Linked DNA regions of Mus musculus: regions 1 and 2 are each linked to region 3. The links are chromatin contacts, called in public ChIA-PET and HiChIP or PLAC-seq maps. All regions are on one chromosome and are shown on one strand. Each heading gives the region's core, a stretch centred on a gene start, on an enhancer-like site or on the middle of the called end of the contact. The rest is flanking DNA. Distances are from core to core; before and after follow the strand shown.

What was found. ChIA-PET counts read pairs in DNA pulled down with a chosen protein or histone mark. HiChIP or PLAC-seq counts read pairs in DNA pulled down with a chosen protein or histone mark.
Region 1: an H3K27ac HiChIP or PLAC-seq map of regulatory T cell precursor shows a contact between it and region 3, with 6 times the contacts expected there. The contact joins two enhancer-like sites. A contact is called at or near these places in 1 of 15 datasets of contacts at CTCF or cohesin (the NIH/3T3 cell line) and 4 of 115 datasets of contacts at active chromatin or transcription factors (bone marrow-derived macrophages, forebrain, neural tube and 1 more).
Region 2: a contact with region 3 is called in an RNA polymerase II ChIA-PET map of memory CD8 T cells, with 13 read pairs. The contact joins two enhancer-like sites. A contact is called at or near these places in 1 of 39 promoter capture datasets (the 3T3-L1 cell line), 1 of 115 datasets of contacts at active chromatin or transcription factors (memory CD8 T cells) and 1 of 9 other capture datasets (adipose tissue).

The regions. Positions count from the first base shown.
Region 1 is chr12:35,894,887-35,899,224 of GRCm38.p6, reverse strand. No RefSeq gene overlaps it. Among named protein-coding and RNA genes, the nearest start is that of Agr3, 29 kb to the left of the region's middle. Within about 2 kb of position 2,199, at least 48 of the 459 cell types and tissues checked have an H3K27ac peak or open chromatin away from gene starts, as enhancers often do. A contact at or near this core is called in regulatory T cell precursor, where this site is marked.
Region 2 is chr12:35,913,332-35,917,496 of GRCm38.p6, reverse strand. No RefSeq gene overlaps it. Among named protein-coding and RNA genes, the nearest start is that of Agr3, 10 kb to the left of the region's middle. Within about 2 kb of position 1,701, at least 16 of the 459 cell types and tissues checked have an H3K27ac peak or open chromatin away from gene starts, as enhancers often do. A contact at or near this core is called in memory CD8 T cells, where this site is marked.
Region 3 is chr12:36,134,661-36,138,823 of GRCm38.p6, reverse strand. Bzw2 (basic leucine zipper and W2 domains 2) reads left to right here. Exons shown (of 12, transcript NM_025840.3): 2 at 3,869-3,933. The coding sequence starts at 3,876. Among named protein-coding and RNA genes, the nearest start is that of Bzw2, 20 kb to the left of the region's middle. Within about 2 kb of position 2,258, at least 43 of the 459 cell types and tissues checked have an H3K27ac peak or open chromatin away from gene starts, as enhancers often do. A contact at or near this core is called in memory CD8 T cells and regulatory T cell precursor, where this site is marked.

The DNA of each region.
Region 1 (4,338 bases), core at 950-3,449, 240 kb after region 3:
GGCTACCTACAGACCTTCCTCCTACAGTAGGGCTATGCTGATTTTTGTTGAAAATGACCAGAAGGAGAATAGCAAGGTTTTGGAAGAATAGATGTAATTCTTATAGGCCCAGGAAATGGAGCTGGGGCTGGGGCTGGGGCTGGGGCTGGGGCTGGGGCTGGGGCTGGGGCTGGGGCTGGGGCTGGGGCTGGGGCAGGGGCTGGGGCAGGGGCTGGGGCTGGGGCTGGGGCTGGGGCTGGGGCTGGGGCTGGGGCTGGGGCTGGGGCTGGGCTGGGGCTGGGGCTGGGGCTGGGGCTGGGGCTGGGGCTGGGGCTGGGGCTGGGGCTGGGGCAGCACCATGGTAGAGCATGCTTAGAACACGTGAAAACTCTGCCTAGTCAAGAGTGCTTCGGAAGAGAATCCAAAGGCTTGGGCCTCTCTGAAGAAGCTGTACAGATGTCTCTATAAAGCACTTAGCCCTTGCTCCTGCCAGACCCAGGGAGCTGGGATCTGACTGGAAATAGTAGCTCTCATCTACTTCATTCATTCTCTCCCTTATCTAGCCCCCACTGACTCTGGAAAAAGTGACTGGATAGGAAGTAGAAGGAGATAAGAAAATAAAGTTCCAGAAAAACATCTCCCCCCCCCCCCGCCCCCTCCACCGTGGACAACTGGAGCCAGTTAATGAGACAAAATTTTGATGTTTAATTAAAGAAAGACTTTGATTCATATTTTCAGCTAAACATGTTAATACTTGCAATTAGGGTGTGTGTTAACTTTTATCTAACTTTTATTATAGAAATGTGTACTATCTATACAGAAAGAACAGGTCCCGCTGTTCCTTCAGGGGCGTGAAGGGCCATGCCTTGTCACTCAGTCACCAGGATTTCTAGGAAACGAATGTCTATTTACTTAGAAAGCAAGTGTCACATTGTGCTTTGAATGTGAGCTCTGCTGGTTGCCGCACCAGAAGTGATAGTAATGGGGAAAAAATGGACTATGGTGGAAAGGCGGTGTGGACGGAGTGGGGTAGAAGCTGGGCCCCTCTTTTGGGATCTCTTGGGATAGCCTTGTCCAGTGCTCATTCCATGACACTTCTGTGACCTGCTATCTCTGTCCTAGGACAAGCCTGAGGTGTTTTTCTCTTCCCGACTGTGTCCTGACATCCCATTAAAGAGGTAAGATGTTCTAGTCTCTTTCCTGCTGCTAAGACAAACACCCTAACAACCAGCAACTTAGGGGGAGAACAAGCTTGTTTTAGCTCCAGATTCTAGGATTCTATTCATCTTGTGCAGGAAGTCAAGGCAGCAGGAACTTGGGAAACTGTTCACATCATATCCACAGTCACGAGCAAAGAGAGAATATACTGATTATTGCTTGTTTGCTTGCTCTCAGCAGTTTTCGCCTCTCTTCTGCTATTGGAAACCTGCCTAGGGAATGGTGCCACCTGAAATGGCTCAGTCTTACATGAATTAAAACTCCCCCAACCCCACAGGCAAGCCTACAAGCCAACCTGATCTAGATAATTCCTTGTTAAGAATATTTTTCCAGGTGATTGTGGACTGTTACATTGGCAGCTAAGCCGGCACTGATGTCATAGGGCTGATGTTCAGGTGTGACCGTAGAGAGCTTTATGAGAGGGACAGTGTGAAACTGGCCAGCGCACTACTGTACTGTCTGTCCTAAGTACCAGGGTAAGTATTCACCTAGCTGAAATACTGTCCATGTGCTCAGTGTTCCTTCTCCCAGGACAAATGGTGACTCGACTCATAATGGGAGGCCCTAGTGCCAGGAGCTGAAAAGCCTCAGTTAAGCCTCAGGCCTGAGTAACAATTGCTTTTAGAAAGAAAAGAGAGATGTCTCATGTCCATTTAATAACCTTCATAGTTGACTACATTGGATCTGCGTGTCAGACTTAGAACGTTTGGTTGCTCCTACATCACATAAAACTTTTCAAATTTGCACTCTGTATGCTTTTTAAAGTTCAGAATGGGATCACAGTGGGCAAAGATTTTTCTATTTCATAGGGCAAAAGATTATCTGATCACAAAAAGGTCAAATTTTAGATATGCAAATTGCATATCTCTTTCTCCCCCTTTCACTGCTGGGCAGCCCCGCTCCTTTCTTGAGATTCCCCTTTACACAGCCTAAAGGTCTCTGTCTACAGGGGTGTGGGAGTGTGGCTCCAGGTCTTTGTGAAGCTCTGTTTGACTCCTGACTCCAGACTTTCCCCACAGGAAAAAAAAAAGGTCAGACTTGTTTTCGTTTTTAAACAATCTGTGTGATTTGAATAGAAATGGCACTGAAGGTGGAATGAAATTAGCATTTAAAAATCCCCTGAGCCTGTTCAGTCCTTACTACAATCTACTACACTTTCACCAATTTAGCTCTGCCTTTGAAATGCTTTCGTGCTGTGGTTAAGCACCAGGGAGCCAGGCTTGATTTTGAAGCGTGATTCTCTTCATCAATGGGGTATGGGACTTGGGTAAAAAAAAATGTAACCCGTGTGAGACCCGATTTTCTCTTTGAGAAGCGGGAATAATAACGTCTGAGTTTTCCAGGATTAAATAGATAGCTGTGTGTGAAGCTGCAATCAAGGACGATATACAGGAAAATAACCCAGTCCGTTCATAACGAACCCAGTTTATTAAGCTTACGGATAATATTTGAAAAGCTATTTCTATGAAGTGATTCCATTAACATTTGCGGAGGATTTGAGAATTTTAGGGATTATCTACTGTCACTAACAGTGACATTTATTCCGATTAAAACAAATCATTTCAAATGTCCTATGTAATTGAGGGATTAAAGAAAATGGCTTTTGTGTTTTCAATTTCAAAGATACGTTCACAGCGCCACCTGCCGATCAAGAGGATGAACGGCTTTTGGTCTATTTTGATAGGCAAAATAAATAAAATGCAAGAGTGTTTCCCTTGGTGTCTTTCTCAATACACTCTGTCATTTGCTTGAGAAATTTACATTATTTTTGCAAAGATCTGTAATGTTCTTTTGAAGTATCAAATATCTATTTATCTCTTTACTGACTGGACCCCATCATTGAGCCAGTTTAAATGGTGGGGTCAAATTATCAAATTAAACTAGTAACATAAAAGGTCAGGTGATCTGTACTGAGTATCTCTCTTCACCCAGAGGCTAGACCAGACAGACTGAACAGACGCATGCTAATCATTGGCTTTTACTCCATTGTAGAAAACATTCTCCAGCCCCAGGCTGACCGTAACGTTCATGTGAGGTTGGAGACTTTGAGAGACTACTCGGAGAATCTGGGTGTCGTTCAGCCAAGACTTGACCACTGTGGGATAAGAACAGCCCAGGTCCCAAAGGCACCAGAAGCACACACAGCCGGGTGCAAGGTGTCTATTGTATCTGTAGCAGAATTGTAAGTTGAAATGGTTATTATAATGAAGACTATATACGTCTTCTAAATTACAATGATACAATGTTATAAATGATGGACATGGTTATTACATATACATCTAATCAGAAACACACAGCCAACACCTAACTATGGATTACTATTAGCACACCCTTGGTATGCTTTACATATCATTTCAGTTTCTGTTTATGTCACCGCGAGTGTGCATATGTGTTTATATACATGTCACATATATAAGCAAATAAATGAACAAGTGTCATGAAGTACTTTTTCCACAAACTTTTTTCATTATTATAAAATTCATATACAAGGAATCATTCTAACCACCCAGCAGAGTGCAATTGTGCATTTCGTATTTTCAGAGTGCTATGTAGCTGTGTGTGACATATTTCTAGCACTGTTTACCACCACAAAGTAACTTATATACCCACAAATAGTTGCCCTCCCCCATTTTCCTCAAGCCCTGGGCAAATTCTGGCCCACAGCTTTGTATCTCTGTGAATGTGCTCATTGCTGCTGTTTTATGGAAGTGGGTTTATACACTGTATAGCTTTCTGTGGCTGCTTTCTTTCCTATAGCAGTGTTTTCAAGGTCCATGTACTTGGCAGTGTGTATCAGTTTTCAGTCTCCTTCATAGCTAAGTCACATGCCATTGCACATCTATTCCCAAACCTGTCTACCCACTCATGGATGGTTCCTTATCTGCACTTTTATGGGGTTCTGACTATCTATCGTCCCTATGAGAGCTGTGCAGGTGTCATTTGAATGCCTCTTCTGTGACCTTTGGGTATATAGTTAGGAGTAGAGATTGTGGCTGTATGCTGCTCTGTTCTAACTATGACATTCTGTCAAAGTCTAAATTGCCAAACTCTTCCCTGTGGTGGCTACCACGTATTGTACTACCAGTATTGTATGCATGCACTGTGCCTGTCTTCAGTTCTAATGTCTTTTGAGCTCTCCCG
Region 2 (4,165 bases), core at 452-2,951, 220 kb after region 3:
GTCAGTCAGTGGGCTGAGTCCTTCCCTATCCATTTGTAGTACGTGGACTGGGTATCAAAGCACAATCCACAAACCTGACTGATCTTTGGCTGGAAAGGATTAACTCTATTCCCAAGAACTCTTTCTATGGCAGAGTCAAGTTCCCTGGGTTTTTTTGTGTTTTCCAAAGGCCAGAATCTTTTAAAGAATTTTCTTTAGAAAAAACTCAAATTTAATTTTCCACCTTTGTGATGGAAACTCTCTTGGTTTTGGCAGCCAGGGTATCTAGCAACGAGGCATGTATAGAATTTTAAACTCTGTATTCTGATCTCAAAATATAAATTCCCGTTTCTCCTTTTCTTCATACAACCACATACTTAAAGTAGGGGGTCAATAAGTAAAGGCCAAGGTGGAATATGATTTCTGGTCTACAGTCATACTAGTTAATACCTTCTCTGGAGCTGACTTCTTCAATTCCTAGGTCCAAACTTGAAGGCCCTGAGGGTCGGACCATAACCCTGTATTTATATTAAACACAAGTCTCAGGAGAAAGTAGAGGGGCAGGGAGTGTAAGGGCCCAGGGCTCATTGAAACCTTAATTTTAAGTCTGGAGATGGTTTATTTGGCAGCAGCATCTATGGCTTCTTCTTTCTTAACCTGTAATGATATCTGTAATGCCAGATATCTTCACAGCCTTAGGATTGGAGAGAATCACAGTGTAGAGTCCCTTTCTAGTTGATTTCAGTGCCCTGTTGGCTATCTGCCTGACACAGACAATGTCACTGGGCTGGGACAAAGGAAAACTGGTGATGGATTAGGAGGTCAGCTGGCTCTCTTGAATACACCAATGGACAGCCTTTATGGAAGACTGGAGTACCTATGGTAACTTGAGAAAGGAACGGTTAGAGAGTTCTGCCAACTGCTGGTGTCTGAGCCTGGGGAAGGTCTTCCAAACATAATCTCAAGGAGAACATAAATCCACTGGTATGGGGACCAGTGGGCTAAAGCAAAGGAAGGAGATCTATCTACCCTCTGGCAGACTCTAATGAGAGTTTTGTTAAAGTTTCTTTTAATGTCCTGTTTATTCTTTTTACCTGGCCAGAACCCTGAGGTCTACATGCACAATGAAGTTTTCAATGTATGTCTAAGGCTTTAGATATTAATTGAGAGGTTTTGACTATGAAAGTCAGGCTGCTAACCCCAATTGTTAAGGGAGAGGCTATGTTAGGGGAACAGTTTCTTTTCTTTTCTTTTCTTTTCTTTTCTTTTCTTTTCTTTTCTTTTCTTTTCTTTTCTTTTCTTTTCTTTTCCTTTCCTTTCTTTCTTTTAGGGGATCAATTTCTAGAGGATCATCTTAGCTCCTATTTAAGCAGCTTCAGCCTGGGTAGAGGATGTTTCTACCTATCCAGAAAAAGAATCTTTAAAAACTACCAAGTACTTTTATCCTCCCCCAGCAGGCTGGATCTTGGTGAAATCAGTTTCCCTAGAGTTTGTGGGGCTTTTGATCTCTTATTTGGACCACTTCCTGGACTTTGAATTCACTTGAGCAGAAACTGGGTATCTGACTGAGACATTCTGTGCTAGGCATACAGTCTAGGTATAACATATCATGGTCTGAGCAGCTCAGAAAGTTTTGTGGACCTCAGATGAGTAGCCTGGTGAAGGTCAGTTCCCAGAGTCCTGCCAGTTGTTTCTGGGAGAATGATTTTTACTCTTGTGTCCTCCATCGAGCACCAGGTGTGAGCTGTGCATTTCTTCTTTACCATGGAGGCTCAGGCTGTACCATATTGTGGTATGACATCAGAATATCAACAGGCCCCACTGGTCTTAGTGCCATTTGTCCAGCAACCAGGTCAGCAGCCCAGCAATGGAGAACAGCACTTTGTCGTGGGAGCCAAATGGCCTCAAGGAAAGGCAAGATTTTTAAAATATTCTTTTTCCTAGTGGTGAGAAGCCCTCTTTCTCTATAGATTATACTGTGGACATGTCTGGAAGTAAAAACATACCTGATGGTCCATGTAAATGTTGGTGGAATTTTCTTTTCCCTGTCTGATAGCTAGGGTCCGATCAACCTGTTCTGCTCTCTGGGCTGAGGTACCTGGCTTGGGCCCAGATCATTTCAGTTAAAGGAACTACTGCAGCTCTCAAGTACCTGTTTTTTTATCTTTCACCTCCTGACAGTCATGGATGAATACCTGTGGGACATCGCCAGGGAAAAGAGTAGCAAGATTAATGGCAATGGGTTTCTCAAACTGGATTCAAGGATGGGCCAGGAGAAGGGCCTGGTCCTGACTTATATAGTCACTTGATAGTGTTCTAGAGCTGCTCAGAGGACAGCTTCAACTCTGTCATGGGTGCTGTGAATATAAGACCTTGATCCAGAGTTAACTTGTTTGCTTTCTTTCATTAAACTAGCAGAAACAGCCACAGCTCTTAGATAGATGCGGACATCCTGTAACTACAGAGTCTAGTGGTTTTGACAGGCATGTTACAGGACACTCCCATGACACCAAAGTTTGTGTTAGAACCACTTTTTGTCTTCTGTTTTATCTCAGTCCAGATTACAGGCTCAGTGTCCTCCTTTGTGCTGGTTATACAGACCTTGCTGTTTCCAGAAACTTTGGTACCCAGAGGCAGCAATATCCTGCTGTACCTGTCTCTCAGATCTCAAACTCTCAAACTTGTCTCTCCGTCTTTGCAATTGGGATCTTAAGGATGGCAGAAATCCTACTCTGAAACAGGCTCATTTTGTCTCTCCTTATGGTAGCCAAGATAAGTAGACTCTGATGTATAAATTTGGGCTTTCTTAGCTGACATTCTATAGTCCTACGTCTACACTCCATAAGCAACTATTTTCCTAGGAAACCTTTGACAGAAAGACAGGAAGTCTGCATTTAGTGTCTTTAAATACTGGGGCAACCTAGTTCAGTTATGTTGCCCACTGTAATCTCCCATTGGGTCTTTTCATTTCTAAGTAAAGATGTATTGGCTCACCTCTGCCAATGAGAGGCTGAAGAACACACCTTTCAAGTCTAAGACACCTCTTTCTCTGGAAGAATCACTCTCAGAATCAGAGGTCCCAGATTTCTTCACAGGCAGGAGAGGCATATTCCAGAGTTACTGGCAGGTCACCAGTATGTCTATCTCTTCAACCCAGGCAATATGGATTTCAATTTCCACTTTTGTTTCCAGGATCCTTGGGTATTGTTTAATCTGGATAGATGTAGCTGAACTGGTTAGTTGAATAATTATAGGAGCTAGCTGTTGGGCCATTCCTGTGGGCTTGATTGTTTGTTTTTCCTGATAGAGGGTGAGACACTAATATTTTGTTGAATATCTGTAAATCTAACTGTCTCATCATCAGAGAAGGCGACAGTGACTTTTTTTGCACAAGTGTCAGTTTATGAAAATGGTCTCCTAATCAGTTTTGTGTTCTTAAACACCCTTTAAGCTATCTCCAGCAATTAGGACCTACTTATCCCTTTAATTTGTTTATACTTTTAATTTTTTTAACTTTTATAACTTCTTTTCTAATATCTGGGGCCAACTGGGTGACAAAGGAAATCTTTTTAGTAACCATTTTGTTTTCAATCCATTCCAAAGGACCTAGCCAAAGCTGTTTAAAGACTCCTTGGTCAATGTTGAACAGAAGGGAAAATCCATTTTGTTTATTTTTTAACTTTATTTCAGAGAGTGGTGGGTTTTGTGGGTCATTGGTTTAAAGGAGACATAAATCACAAAAAAGAAAGGAGTGAAACTTTTTCTTTTCCTTTGGGCTCAGCCAGGGGAACATATCCCCTTTTCCTGGGGCTGCTTATAGCAGGCACAGAGGAGAGGAGAGAGGGACTCACCTGGAGAAACCATTTCCTCCTTTTTGTGTGCATTTTAATTAGATGGCAGGGGGCTGAGGGCCCCAGCTTCTCCCCACCCACTACATGGGAACCTACTTTAACTGTGAGCAGAAGTCAAGTAACAAAACAAGCAAATGTTCCTGCTCTCTGAGTGGTTCAGGTGGAGGTTTTTAGGGTTTCTCTGGCAAAGAAAAAAAAATATATACAGGTCTCCAACAGGAGGGGACACAGGTCTTAAGGCTAGGGGATTCTCATACCAGGGAAAGCCAGTCGTCAATACAGGTAAACAGAACTGACAGAAACACATAGAAAGACACACAGAGACACACATGCAC
Region 3 (4,163 bases), core at 1,009-3,508:
TGGCCTGGGCAAATTCTTTCATGCACACAGACATACACAGAATTTAAGAAAACATACAGTTTTTCAGATATGTTTTTATTAAGTATTTGAAGCCATAAGACTTGTTTTAAAAATCACATGGTCTAATATGGTAACCATTAGTCTGATTGATTATTTAAATTTTAACTAATGAGAATGAAATAAAATTAAACATTTAGGTATTCAATCCTACTAAAAGGTTCAGTGGTTAAATATACCTACTTGGTACTGTGTTAGAGACTGTAAACAAAGCCATTCTTTTATTATACATAGACATACTGAATGCATTGTTCATTGTCAGACATGGGAGGACGTGGTCTCAGCTGGGTTACTACCTTCTTTGGCAGTAATGTTTTACTGCCATATAGCCATAACCATTTGTTTTCATATTTTCTCCTTTTAAAAATTTTAAGGTCTTTGTGTACACATGAGTGTAAGGTGTGCACACATGGGGACAGGAGAGAAGGACATGTGTGACTGCATATGTGGAGATCAGAGGACAACTTTATGGAATCAGTCCTGTCTCTTCCTCCCTAATGGGTTTCAGAAATCAACCTCACTCACATCATCAGCTTTGTAGATGAAAGCTTTTGCCCTCTGAGCCATCTTTGCAGGACTCATTTGCAGATGGCTTCTTCAGACCGTAGCAATTGAAACAGAGATGAGACCATAAAGCTGAGATGTATTTCTCTGTCCTTTTACAGGAAAAAAAAAATTGTGACTTCTGCTTTATGGTCCTAAATTGAAGATGTGTCATGTGCATAGTGCAGTAGTATGTACGTCATGGAAGGAGGCTATCAGAATTTAGAGATAAACTAAACCAGACCAAACAACAGCAGACCACGCCAGAATGTATGAGCAAACTTCCAAGTACTGGGGCAAACCATCCTTCACTCAAAGAGGCAGGGAAGGATCAAGTCCTTTCTGATAGATCATCTGTGCTTGGCTTGATACAGTGTGTATCTTTCCAATTGACGTAGGGTCTGAGTAGCCCTGGCTGACATCAAAACTGTGACCTCCCCACCCAACCCCACCTCAGCCTCCAAAGTATTAGTAGGATTACTAATGGGCTTCTGCCACACCCACCAGGTTTTCCAGTGTGGGGCAAAGAACGATGCTACTTTGTATCTAGTTAACTGGCTTCAGGTTATAATGTGGTGTGGTAAATATAATACTAAATAATAATAAGCAACCATAGAAGGTGTACTTTTAATGGTGTCCTCTAGACTATTCTTTGCTGCCCATTCTTTGATATTGTTCTAGGTTTGAGCTCTGTCTATTTCTTAATCCCAAGTGATCTGGCTTTTCTCAGGCCAGGATTTTTCACATGGGCTCAGCGAGGACCTTATGCAGGCTGGCCCTCACTGGAGCGGGTTATACTGTAGCCATGATGAGCTAAATTTAGAGGGAAGTGTGCCTCTGCTGCAAATAGTAACAGCCCAGTGACAGATACCCCAGCGTCCTCAGTCTCGGAATGTGAGAGACAGGTTTTGTTTCAGATTTGTTGGCATGTATTAACACATGTATGTTTCCATATCATCCAGTTATTCTCCACATAGAATAGATAGATGGTGTTGACAATAAGTTCCATAAGCAGGCTGTGAAGAAAAATGTAAGCACTTAGAACTGATTTAAAAGTTAGATGTGTTCTGTGGTCATTCTCTGATAGACATAAAAATGTGAATAAGGTGCAAAGACAGTGTTAATTAAGTCCTTAGGTTTGTGTTTTGGATCAAAAATTTTGAGAGAAAGCTCACACTTGAGTTTTTCCAAATACTTATAAGATAAAGACATTTTGACAGAGTTGCATTTTTTTTTCATTTTATTTTTGTTTCCACGTTTTCTAATGAGACTTGAACACTGAACGATTTCTGGGAGTTGAGGGATAATACATTTGGGGGTGTCTGTATGGGGGGGGAGTGCAGTGGACATGTTGAGGAAGACATAGACGTTACCACTTTTGCATCAATTAAAGGTTTGCTGGCCAAGGGTGCATCTGAGAGAAAAGTTACCAGGGAGGTTTCTGGGTGGTTCTCACAGTTGATGTAAGTGATCCCCGTGTGGTGCTTCTTTTCCAACCCAGTGTCCATCACGTGAAACAGGCGGTGCCACTGATGAAGGGTCTGATGTTGTAACTATTGGCACCTCTTAAGGACTTAGACTTACTCCTCATCTTCTCAGGCTGGCATCCTTATATCTCAAAGCACTTCCTTTCACTAGATGAAGTTGTTAGAAACTCGGCGCCGGTGGCACAATCGACCGACTGTGTTTCTGCATCTGTTGCTTTGTTTGCAGTTACTTTTACTTCGTCAGAGCGATTGGTGAGAAAGGAAATTGTGGTTTGGTTTGGTTTTGGTGGCTGTGGGGATGGAGCATGAGACCAAGATCGTGCCAGGCAAGTGTTCTACCACCAAGGAATAGCCCCAGCCCTAGGAAGGAACATTTATTCTGTGAAGTGACATATTTGTTTTTTCATATTCCTAATGACCCTTTTAAACTTCATGAAGTAATAATTGCTTGGGTAACCCCTTTTGTTAATTTTTTATTGATTCATTCATTTTGAGACAAGGTCTCACTTAGTTGCCAAGGCTGGCCTAGAACTTTTTTCTGTATCCCAAGCAAGACTTAAACTGGAAATCCTCCTGCCTCAGCCTCCCAAGTAGCTGGGATTATAGGCCTGTGCCACCAAGATTAGCTTCAAGTCACACTTTTTTAAATGGTAGATGATAAATTCAGTAGCCTGTTTGAATAACATGTACTGTCTTACTTCGCCTCTATAACTTAAGCAGTCTAGGTATTTTTGGTATATATTCATGCCAACAGGTTATTCATTGTTAAAAGGTCCTAAAGAATACATTTTATGTATGAATATTTAATTTTTTCTTACATATGAGAATCACATATTTACCCTCTTTTTAGGCAAGTAAGTTACACTTTACATTCTTTAATAGAATTTTTACCTATTGACAACTGAACATCATCCCATGTTAGCATAGCTGCTTACCAGGTAAGCATTTAAATGCTTATACGCTGCTTAATTTTTAGGCCTTAAAAATGGTCCTAGATTTTTAGGTCTTAGATCAATCAGATGACAATAAAATGACTGGTCCTGAAGACAGAAGGAGCAGAACACTAGTCAACACACACAGGAAGCAGGGGACATTTCTATCAGACAGGAAGTCCTCTGCAGAGGAGGCATGAGAGTATGCACAGAGAAAGGAACAGGATCAGCTGGGGGAGTCGACCTAGAAGAAGCCAGTATGTGGCCTCAGAAACTAGATTTCATCTTGTCTTTTGGAGCAAAAAGCACAAGTCAGTGAGGTTGCAACGCAATGCATGATGGGGAAAATGGGGTCTTGACATAACTCCCATCATCAGAGCTAGAAGCAGAACCTGCGATACAGCAGAGTTAGATCTAATTCATCCTTTCCTGAGGCTGCCAATGTTCTATGCAGTGGCTAAGTTGTGATTTACGTAACTAAATGCGTGTGGAATGCTACAACTGTATTTCACATACATGTATGTTTGCCTTGGTGTGTGAGTGCAGCTGTAGGACAGCAGGGGGAAAGTAATTGTTAGACTGCACGGTATACACATGTAAGTATTCACAGATATTCACCATATACTCCCCAAAAGTGTGGCATGAAGTCTAACTTCTGCCAACGTTGATGTGGGTGGTTGTTTCCCAACCTTTGCCAAAAGTGGTTCTTGGTAAACTTTCACATGTTGCCAGTCCAGTAGTGTAAAAGCCCTATTCCCACATGGTTGGGGTTGACCATGTACTGATGATCTACGTAGGGTTGTTTGGAATGCTGTTTTAAAGTACATAAATGTTGTTTTTCTTTTTCAGTAATTTTATGAATAAGCATCAGAAGCCAGTACTAACAGGCCAGCGGTTCAAAACCCGGAAAAGGGGTAGGTTGTGTTCTGTTGTGTTGTGTTGTGTTGTATAGTGTTGTGTTGTGTTCTAATCAAATCGTTAGAATTGAGAAAAGTTTGAATTGTCTCTTACTTCCCCTTACTGCTACACTGGAACTCTAACTAGCCTCAGTTCTGTGGTGCAGCCGTGGTGGAATTGAGTTTGCTGTTCAGTGTTGGATGGCTCTCGTGTCTTCCCCAGGGCTCTGCCTCTTTAATGATAAAAT